2 separate regions of the Mus musculus genome follow, and region 1 is linked to region 2. The links are chromatin contacts, called in public Hi-C maps. All regions are on one chromosome and are shown on one strand. The core of a region is the stretch at or near the end of the contact, and the rest is flanking DNA. Distances in the headings are between cores, read along the strand shown. Region 1 holds the start of P2ry12 (purinergic receptor P2Y, G-protein coupled 12). Region 2 overlaps Med12l (mediator complex subunit 12-like).

Region 1 (4,637 bases), core at 1,528-4,027, 88 kb before region 2:
TATTTAGGCATACTTATTAATAAAGGTGCTTAAGAAAGTAGAATCATATTCTTCTTTAAAAGTTTCAAACCCGGGGAAATTATGAAGCTTATTAACTCAATAATATTACTCATTACTGAAGTTTGAAGTTAAAAGCATAGAGTGAACCAGGTGTGGCAGAAGCTGGCAGATCTCTGAGTTGGGGCCAGGCTGGTTTACAAAGCAGTTCCAGGGCAACTGGGGTTATGTAGAAACAAATCCCACATCTCCTCCAAAAACCCCTACCCCCACCCCCCAAAAAAGTGGTCAGTGGGAAATGAAAAGCTTTCTACCTGTCACCTATGAGAATTCATTCGTTAGTACAGACACTTGTTAGGAAACTCTACGTAAGAAAGCTGCTAGCATTCTTTGTAATGTTTCTAGGTGTAGAGTTCGGCCGTAGGTAAATCCCACACTAGGTGCCCATGACCCCGTCTTTTCCTTACACCCCCCACTCACATCGATGCGTGAGCTCGATTTTGTCTTACGCTTCCTTCCCTTTGTCTTCTTCTCTTCATCAGCTGTAGCTTTTCCTTGATCTGACAGCTCAGCTGATTTCCTTTCTGGTTCCTGAGAAACTGGAGACGTGAGTTCTTCCTCTTCCTCCTCAGGAGGTAGGGGCAGCGGCTCGAGGTAGTAGCTTCGGGGCTTGGGCATGGTGTGCGTGTGGTACAGAAGGAAGTGCTGCTGCTCCTCATACTTGATCACCTTCCGGTCCACACGGACAGTGCCGAACCAGGCCCAGGACAGCGGGGCTGGGTTCTTCTGACCCTCAAACAGGTCCCATGGGGACACTTTCTGCTTCGTAGAGACCTGGAGACCCTGTGGGAAAAGAATGTTCTGTGACAACACAACCTGGCCTGTCCCCAACCCACAGGGCAAGCTTGAAAGCGTGCGGTTGGAAGGTTGGAACGAGCTAAGGGAACTCAGTAGACAGGAATGTTCATCTAAGCAGTGTGAACTGGGGTTCAGGACTTTGCAAGTTCAGTTCTCCAGTGCTCTGTACCACCTGACACTCCTTAAGGCATCTAAAAGTGAGCTAAAATATTTTAGTATAAAATGACATTCTCATTCAAGTATGTTGTAGAAAATATAATCTCTCAAGTATCCTGTAAAGTTGCTGTTAGAACCATCTCAGGAATCCATTATTTTTAGTATTATACAAGATTTAAAAGTCAATATATAGTCTGCCTCTGATGTATGAACTCAATTTAGTATATATTTCATGTACATGTATGTGGCTTTCTCTGAATAAAATTTTTTGGGAGAAAATTAATTACAGAAACAGGTACAACACAAATTAAGTCTTTCAATTCCAAGGTATCTTTACTGAATCCAGGTAAGGAATTCAATTTTGTTTCTGAAAAATAGCATGCTTTTATTTGTAATACTAATGGGTAACATTTCTTAGTAATTTTGCAAGTATACCTATTTAAAGACATTTCTCCTCAAAACGGCCAAGGTACCCCGCCCCCCATGTGAGCATATCTGTTTTTGTCTGTCTTCCTCTTTAAGTGTGACTTCTTCTGACACTACCAGTAATGTCACCACCCACTGCTGTCTGCCATGTGATGAAATCGTTCTCCTGAGTAGAACTCACATCTAAATGGCTCCTGGATGCCTTCTGAAAGAAGCCCAAGTCACCCTTATTGTGACTTCTGGTTTTCCCCTCCCATGGCCACACTGCTATGGCATTTGAGTTAACTCTGAATTCTGGTGGCATGGTTTTTCCTCTTAACAGTCACCTTTCTTGCCTTTCCTTAAACTTTCCCCACCTGTCCTATACTTTTCTGTATACTTAGTCCGTCAGGATGGTCTGTGTGTCCACTATTGTAGGACCCCTGTTCTGACTACCTCTGCCTGTGTGACTTAAACCGTTCCCCGTTGGTGCCATCATGACCTGACCTGCACGTCCCGTTGCATGTAAAAGTGCATCTACTTCCCCCTAAGGGCAGGGATTCCCTCCACCATCTCCATTGCTGCAGTGCCAATGGCTACTCAGGCTGGCCTTTCTGTTATTTTAAAGAACCTTCCAAAGCGTTGTATAGAAAGCAAATGCCCATCTAATACTGCTTCTTAGAGACTACGTAGTGTTGTAACACAAGTTTTACTAAATACTGCTTACTCAGCAAATGAAAATTCTTATCAGCACACATTTTCTTATATAAACATAGCTTGTTTCCTATCCTGATGTAAAATAATAATTTTATTTTACTTTTATTTCTTATGCTAAGCTGTTACTTAAGTTTTTGGTAGATTCTAGAAATGCCCTGAAGTCCAGATAAGCATTTTAATTGGGAGATCTTTGAAGATAATGGCTTTTTTCTTTTTCTTTTTGCAATGCCAATAGCTATTGTGCTTTGATGACAAAAATTATACCACTGAAAATTAAGAAAAGTCACTTGGCTTCTATAACTAGATATATTTATATATGTGGGAAAAAACATTTACTCTTGCCTGTTTTTTATCAATAGAGTCAAATCCAGCAATTTTGTTTCCCTTTGTATCGATCAAAGAACCCATGGGTTCACACGTGATGACATCGCAGGTCTGCTTTGGCAAAGGCAGCAACTGTCGAACTTTGTCAATGCTTTCTGACCTCTTGTCTCCTAGTTCTTTCTAGAAGAAAGAGGGGGGAAAAATGTAAAAGCAAGAGAGAAGTGAGGCAAAAATTCTGACTTTACAATGAAGCAAAAGCTAACAAGAAGGAAGTTCCCCAGTGACACATTTCCTTTTTTTTAGGGCTAGTATGTCTTTAGTCCTTAGCGCAGTCTATGGAACAGCTGCAAATTGGACTGGTGAAATGTTTCATTTCTTCTATTCAAGTAGAAAATCAGGGTGCACACAAAGGCAGTCTTGTTCTCCATGACAAATCAGAGTGCTGAAATGACAAAACGCCAGTGTCATTTGCTGTCACACAGCAGGAGCTGCCGCACGGACACTTTCCCGTATCCAGGGTCACAGTGCAAGGTAACCATCAGCTTTTTTACTGTAACGTCTTCAGATTATGTATTTGCAATGTCTATTTGCCGTTCATGTCCAGGACTGTTAGTGGATTTACAAATTCAATGCAGAGCTCATTTTTTTTTTTCCCACTTGCATGTGTAAATCCAAGCATGGGTTCAAAGGAAATCTGACACTGGAGTTTTGGTTAGATATCTGATAATGCATTTTTAAAATCCTTAAAAATTAAAACACATTTTATTTGAGCACACCTTTTCAGAGAAAAAAATCGTTCAAATATCATGCTTGTAATTTTGAAGGACTGACAGAGTAGGTAAGATAACAAATAACCACAATCTGCTGAATCAGCTACACATGTAGATTAATGAGGAGGAAATTAAGACAATAATCCATAAACAACATGATTTCAGAGTAGAGGCTGATCACAAGCTTACTTTCAGTTTCTTTACTAAGTTCATGTATGCACGTTTGTTCTCTTCTGATCCCCCGGGGGAAGCACTTGATAGGTCAGAAGCCAGGGTTCCATTGATTAAAACACCCAGCATGTCAAGAACCGTTGTGAATAATTCACTGAGAAGAAAGAAAACCCCATTTTATTCTCACAAACAAAACCCGGACACACAGAATTGCCTAAGCATTTCTACTGAAAGTGCTAAGTTTTTAATGACAGCTAAATCAGTAAGTGGCAGAATTTCCTGTCAGTAGACAAAAGCTTGTACCATGCATGCATGCAGGGGAAAAAAAAAGGTATAAAATGATAAAAAACAAAATAAAACAAAACAAAAACCCAACATACTTGTTAGTGTGCATGTCAACAGTTCCCGAAGTAATTATCTGGAGGAGTAGGAGGGCCCAGTCGGTGGTCCCCTGCGTGCTCCGCTGTACCGTGTCAAACATTCCTCCTACCTAGCATACAAAATATGATAAAGATTTTGTATTGCTACCCCTATTACCATATGTGCCCAAATGTTGATTTGTTAAACCAGAAGTGATGTTAAGAACTGGTTCTTGCTAGCCACACTATGGATTATCCTACAACTGTCTCTTCTAGCTATGTGGTTATCACTGTTTATGGTTCTTTCCACAGAGGCTAGGCATTCAAAACTTAACAGAAAGTGTAACACTTGAATGTGGGCAGTCACAAAATTACCTTTCTCTTCTCATCAGTCTCTCATGGTACTTAGTTTTAGACATAACTGCAGTTAAACCTGAATAGCATCAAAACTCTGTCTCATCACCTGCAATTGTGTGATATTCGATTATTATTGCATCTGAGCCTGCCACTATAATATCCCTGGAGATGCCCTTTAACGTGGAAGGAATGAGGAGGAGAAGGTATTGCCACAGGTCTGCCAGCTCCTGGGAGGAGGTCAGAGTGCTGAAGGTGAGGTGAACAACTGCCCAGGGAGGTCAGATTGCCAAAAGCCAGAAAAGCAATTGCCCAGGGCACGTTCAGGATTTGTCAAGAGGAAATTTAAGGGAATACAAAACATGCTGAAACTTTCAGATTTCTGTAAAATATTCTTGTGAGATTTGTCTTTTTTTTTTCTGATCAATTTAACAGAATGTCTCTGAGAAAAATTGAGAGTTGACAGATTTCTGTGGTTGTAAAATAGAACACAGTGAAAGCCAACACTCCTATTAAAGGTTTGTCG
Region 2 (4,464 bases), core at 1,686-4,185:
TTGAGGTTTTAACAAAAATTACATATTAACAAAATATTCTTCCCAGTAATGTATGCCCAACAAGAATATCAGTAGTTTAGCTATGCAACTGTAAAATGAAAGATGTAGTTCACTAAGTTATATCAGAAAGTCCAACAGTAGTCATTTAACTGTTCGGCTATTTTCTCTTTGCCAATAATGCACTTTTGAATGACTTTGTTCCTCAAAGTTGTATGGGTACTGCCAGAGGGTCACATATGATTTCGTATGTTAAAAAAATATATTGCATTTATTTTTCGGGGGGGAGGGGATGGGATTTGTGCATGCTACCGTGCGCACGTGAATGTCAGAGGGCAACTTGCTGGAGTTGGTTCTCTCCTCCCAACATGTGGGGTTTAAGACTTACCTCAGGTCCTCAGACTTGGAAACAAGTGCCTTTATTAGCTGAGCCATCTCTCCAGCCCATGTTCTATTTTTAACACGGTACTGTGATCTGCAGCAAACATTAACAGGAAGAGTTAAGATATGCTTGCTGATGAAAAGACACGGTATGACAAGAAAGATGGTTCAGTGGGTGAAAGAACCTGAAATCCAGATGAAGTTGGGCATGGTAGCATGCCCCTGTAATCTCCAGTCTCCTACAGCAAGACAGGAGACAGAGACAGAAGAATCTCCGGAAACTACAGCCCAGCCAGCTGGGCACATGCAGCAGTGAACGAGAAGGGCAAACACTCAAGGTTGCTCTCTGACCCTCATGTGTATGCTGTGATGTGCATACACACACACATACACACACACACACACACACACACACACACACACACACACAATTATTAAAGCAGGCACTATATCAAACAGATAAAACACATGCATATAACTGACTACTTCAGTTACGTTCTAGCAAATTGCACAATTCTGAGGCTTGAGCAAAGCCGAGGGTTCAAGAGCAGCAGCACCATGACCTCCACCATTAGGCACAGAAGCAGTGTAAAGGTCCAGCCCACTGAGGAAACATGCCAATTTTAGCAGAGGACTTTGTATGTAAGGAGATAAAAGATCTGATAACTTTTATCAAAATATTACTCTCTCAAGATCTCAGCTCCCTAAACAAAATGACTCTTCAGGCAAGTTAATTTTTATAGACCGTGTTTGGTCACTGGCTTAGTTAACCCCAGCACCCAATGTGTGATACTAAGTAGGTCAACACTGTTTTAGGTCAGGGGCTGAGAGCAGATGGAAGACTAAGGCCTCCTGCTGCTTTCTGCAGAATAAGCAGGATGAGACTCAGCTACCTTAACATGAAGGAAGAACAACAATGCTGCGGGAAAGTCCTTGGGTCCAGCCTCTCCTCTCTCCCTCTATCTCTTTACCACAGCTCGGTGCCTAGTCAGAGCACTCAGGAACAACATTATAAGCTTCGGTACTGGGGGACATTGTTAAATGTCCTCTAGAACCTCGGGACTGGAAATGACTTCCTTCTTCCATCAGCCAGTTCTCTGCAGCACTGCAGCCCACCAGGGTTTCTAGACCAGGCTTCAGCTCAATTGTGATTCAGGCTTCAACTCTAAGCCTTTTAAAATTATGTTAAATCTCATTTGCTCTCTCTAAGTTGGCTACCCCTGTGGTTATTGGGCACATTTAATGTGAGGTGGGTCTTACTTCTTGGGAATGGTATTGTTAAATCAGTGGCACAACTCCAAACATCGACTTACAAAAGAGTGGTCGGACCATCCTCAGTTAAAGAAGTCAGATTATAAAATCTATCTAAATTGCAGCTCCTATTTTGCATCAATACCCCAAACCGAGTTAGCCAGAACCAACCCTGAACAACTTACAGATTTACAAGAAGAGGTGGAGAGCAGCATACAATGTTCCCACTCAAAGTGGAGAAATTATAAATTCTGTTTGATGGCTTTCTACAGTAACCTCAAATAGGAAACAGAATATTCCTTGGGGCTTTTGAGTTACATGGGTTGTGAAACCTTTATTTGAAATTGTTGTGAACAGAGAGATTTCCGATTTCAGGTGCTGGGTGTGGGAATATTTGTACACAGATGACAAGAGAGCTTCAGGATTTTCTATATTATAATCACAAACTCATGTTGCTTCATGTGCGGCCTCCCATGCAACCCGGGAATACGATGATGCTGTGATCAGTGTGCTGTGCTCCTGCCCTACAGCCTATCACAGGGTGGCACTTGTGCTATCATGGCAGACTTTAGAGCCTTCAGATTTCAGATTCTAGATTAGGGATGGATACCTGCCAAATGTGCAGGTAAAATTTTACAATACAGGAATAAATACCATATTCATTCTTTCTTAAATAGAGAAGTTTAAAATGAAATTTTAGTATTATTTTTAAATGATATTTGAAGAAACTGACCTCACATATAAACAGCTCAATTGATTAAACCACTTCATAACTTCTTATTTCCCATTATAAACACTATGCCAGTATTTCTTTATCAGATAAAGCTTCAAACACAGTGCCTAGAGAAACACATTAAATTAGATAAAATACTCAAGATAGAATGTGTGTGTGTGTGTGTGTGTGTGTGTGTGAGAGAGAGAGAGAGAGAGAGAGAGAGAGAGAGAAATGTACATGTAAAATTTATTGGCTTAAACTGTACAACTACAGTAGGGAAATATATTAGGGGGAAAAAAAGACAGGATGCATTAAAATCTGATGACCAATTCAATGTTCTAAGCATATCTATCTTTATCTCTCTCTTAAACACATACACTTAAACTCCACAGGAAAGCAACTAACAAATCAATAAACACTTACCTGGCACATGTTACACAAAAGAGCAATGTGTTCGACACTATGTAAAACAATCTTTAATTATTCCTAGTGGTCTGTGTCTAAAGGAAACACTCCTAAGAGGGACCATTCTGAAATCTGAACTGGAGACAAAGCAGCTGAGGCTGCCCTAGACCTCCACTACCATCTAGTGGTGAAGCCCATAAACCTTGTTTTCCGTGTCCTAGCCTGTCATGTTTGCAAGTATTTAACGTGGAGCAGCCTTGAGCAGGGCGAGGGAGAAATGTCTAAGAAGAGCAATCAGTGCCATCAAGAAGTTAACACAAGTTAACACATGTATGCAACAAGAAACAAAGACTAAAAGACTCAAGCCACCCAGGGGCTTGACAGAAGCACGCTGAAAATGCTGACTGCTCTCTCCAAATTAACAAACAAAATTTCCCAACAATAAATCAACTCTGTGCTTTTCAAACACTGCTGTGTGCTTTGAACATTTATGCTATAAGACAGACTGACCATCTTTTCTGTAACACAGAGAGCTGCCATGCTCCTTTCAGTTATATTTTGAACCACTGTATATTGTGTGCTTTCAATACCATGAAATGCACAGACGCTTCTCAGGTCACGTTTCCTGTGGACGCCCATCATTCTATCACACTTCCCTCATGGATCCCCAGAAGCCCCTAAACAGCTGAAGTCATCTGGCTGAGTGCAATCACCCTTCACAAACTTCAGTTTCACATCTCAAACTGTCACTTGTCATTCTCTTGAGGTACATTCATCCTCTGGTGCTCGGTTCTCCCTTCAACGACCTATTTTGAAAACACCCTCTGTTCTTGCTGGTAAATGGCAATGCAGGTATCACAAAGCTTTAGTTCGAGTGTCAAATACTTTTCTGTTGCTGTGATAAAACATCATAAGCAAAGAAACCAACAGAGAAAAGTGTCAATATCTGCCCCAAGTGACATACTTCACCAGCAAAGGGACACCCTCTAGACTTCCTCAACAGCACCACCAACTGGGCCCCTGTGTCCCAGTGCTGAATCTGCAGAGGACATGTCTTACCCAAGTCACCACTGTGGGTATGCATAAAAATAAACTTCAGTGTGAAAGATAAATTCTGTATTGATAAATGCATTTTTCACCCATGGGGAAGGTCAATGGCTTACTAGCCACAGGAAGTAGGGGACAAACCTTTACTGTGGAAGACTGCCTCCTATTTTGAATATACCAATTGCCAAAACCAGCTGTCAAGCAATAGAATGATAACACATACTCCAGTTTTAAAAGATTTCCTCTAGGGGTACCGAAATCTATAACAAGACACCTGGTAGAGGTTCCTGAAAAATTCCAGTCAAAGAGAAGAACATGTCTGGGGTTTAGGTATTATGGAAACCTGGACATGCTACTGCCAAGTCCTAGTGCAAACATGGATCAGTGTTCAAAGTAATAAACAAGCATCTTTTTAAATCCTGTTGTATAATCATAAAAGTGATATGAAGAAACAAATCAACGAAGTGGTTAGTCAATTCCAAAGTCCGTGCTATTTACAAGACTGTACAACCTTTCCTTGAATGTGGTCAACGGCACCATCATTCACCTGAGACTGTCCTCCTTTGTCCTCACTGCCATTAGGAGCCTCTATGGGGAAGCTTCCAGACCACCCAGGACCCATGGAAAAGCCAGGCCTGTACAGAGCCTGACCCTGCAGGCCTAGTTTA

The links. Hi-C and Micro-C count contacts between places; a contact is called where the count stands out from the background.
Region 1: a contact with region 2 is called in a Hi-C map of CD8 T cells, with 1.7 times the contacts expected there. The contact joins the promoter of P2ry12 here to the enhancer-like site in region 2. A contact is called at or near these places in 8 of 39 promoter capture datasets (the 3T3-L1 cell line, the C10 cell line, the HPC-7 cell line and 4 more), 1 of 15 datasets of contacts at CTCF or cohesin (CD8 T cells), 8 of 484 Hi-C or Micro-C datasets (B cells, CD8 T cells, DN3 thymocytes and 5 more), 4 of 115 datasets of contacts at active chromatin or transcription factors (CD8 T cells, the HPC-7 cell line, large pre-B cells and 1 more) and 5 of 9 other capture datasets (adipose tissue, embryonic stem cells, liver and 2 more).

The regions. Positions count from the first base shown.
Region 1 is chr3:59,261,125-59,265,761 of GRCm38.p6, reverse strand. It overlaps P2ry12 (purinergic receptor P2Y, G-protein coupled 12), which reads left to right and starts at 2,777. Exons shown (of 5, transcript NM_001357008.1): 1 at 2,777-2,988. Med12l (mediator complex subunit 12-like) reads right to left here. Exons shown (of 44, transcript NM_177855.3): 33 at 3,779-3,888; 34 at 3,417-3,552; 35 at 2,476-2,637; 36 at 478-840.
Region 2 is chr3:59,173,917-59,178,380 of GRCm38.p6, reverse strand. The region is part of intron 15 of Med12l (mediator complex subunit 12-like); the gene reads right to left. Among named protein-coding and RNA genes, the nearest start is that of Gm51434, 18 kb to the left of the region's middle. Within about 2 kb of position 2,935, at least 29 of the 459 cell types and tissues checked have an H3K27ac peak or open chromatin away from gene starts, as enhancers often do. A contact at or near this core is called in B cells, CD8 T cells and Th1 cells, where this site is marked.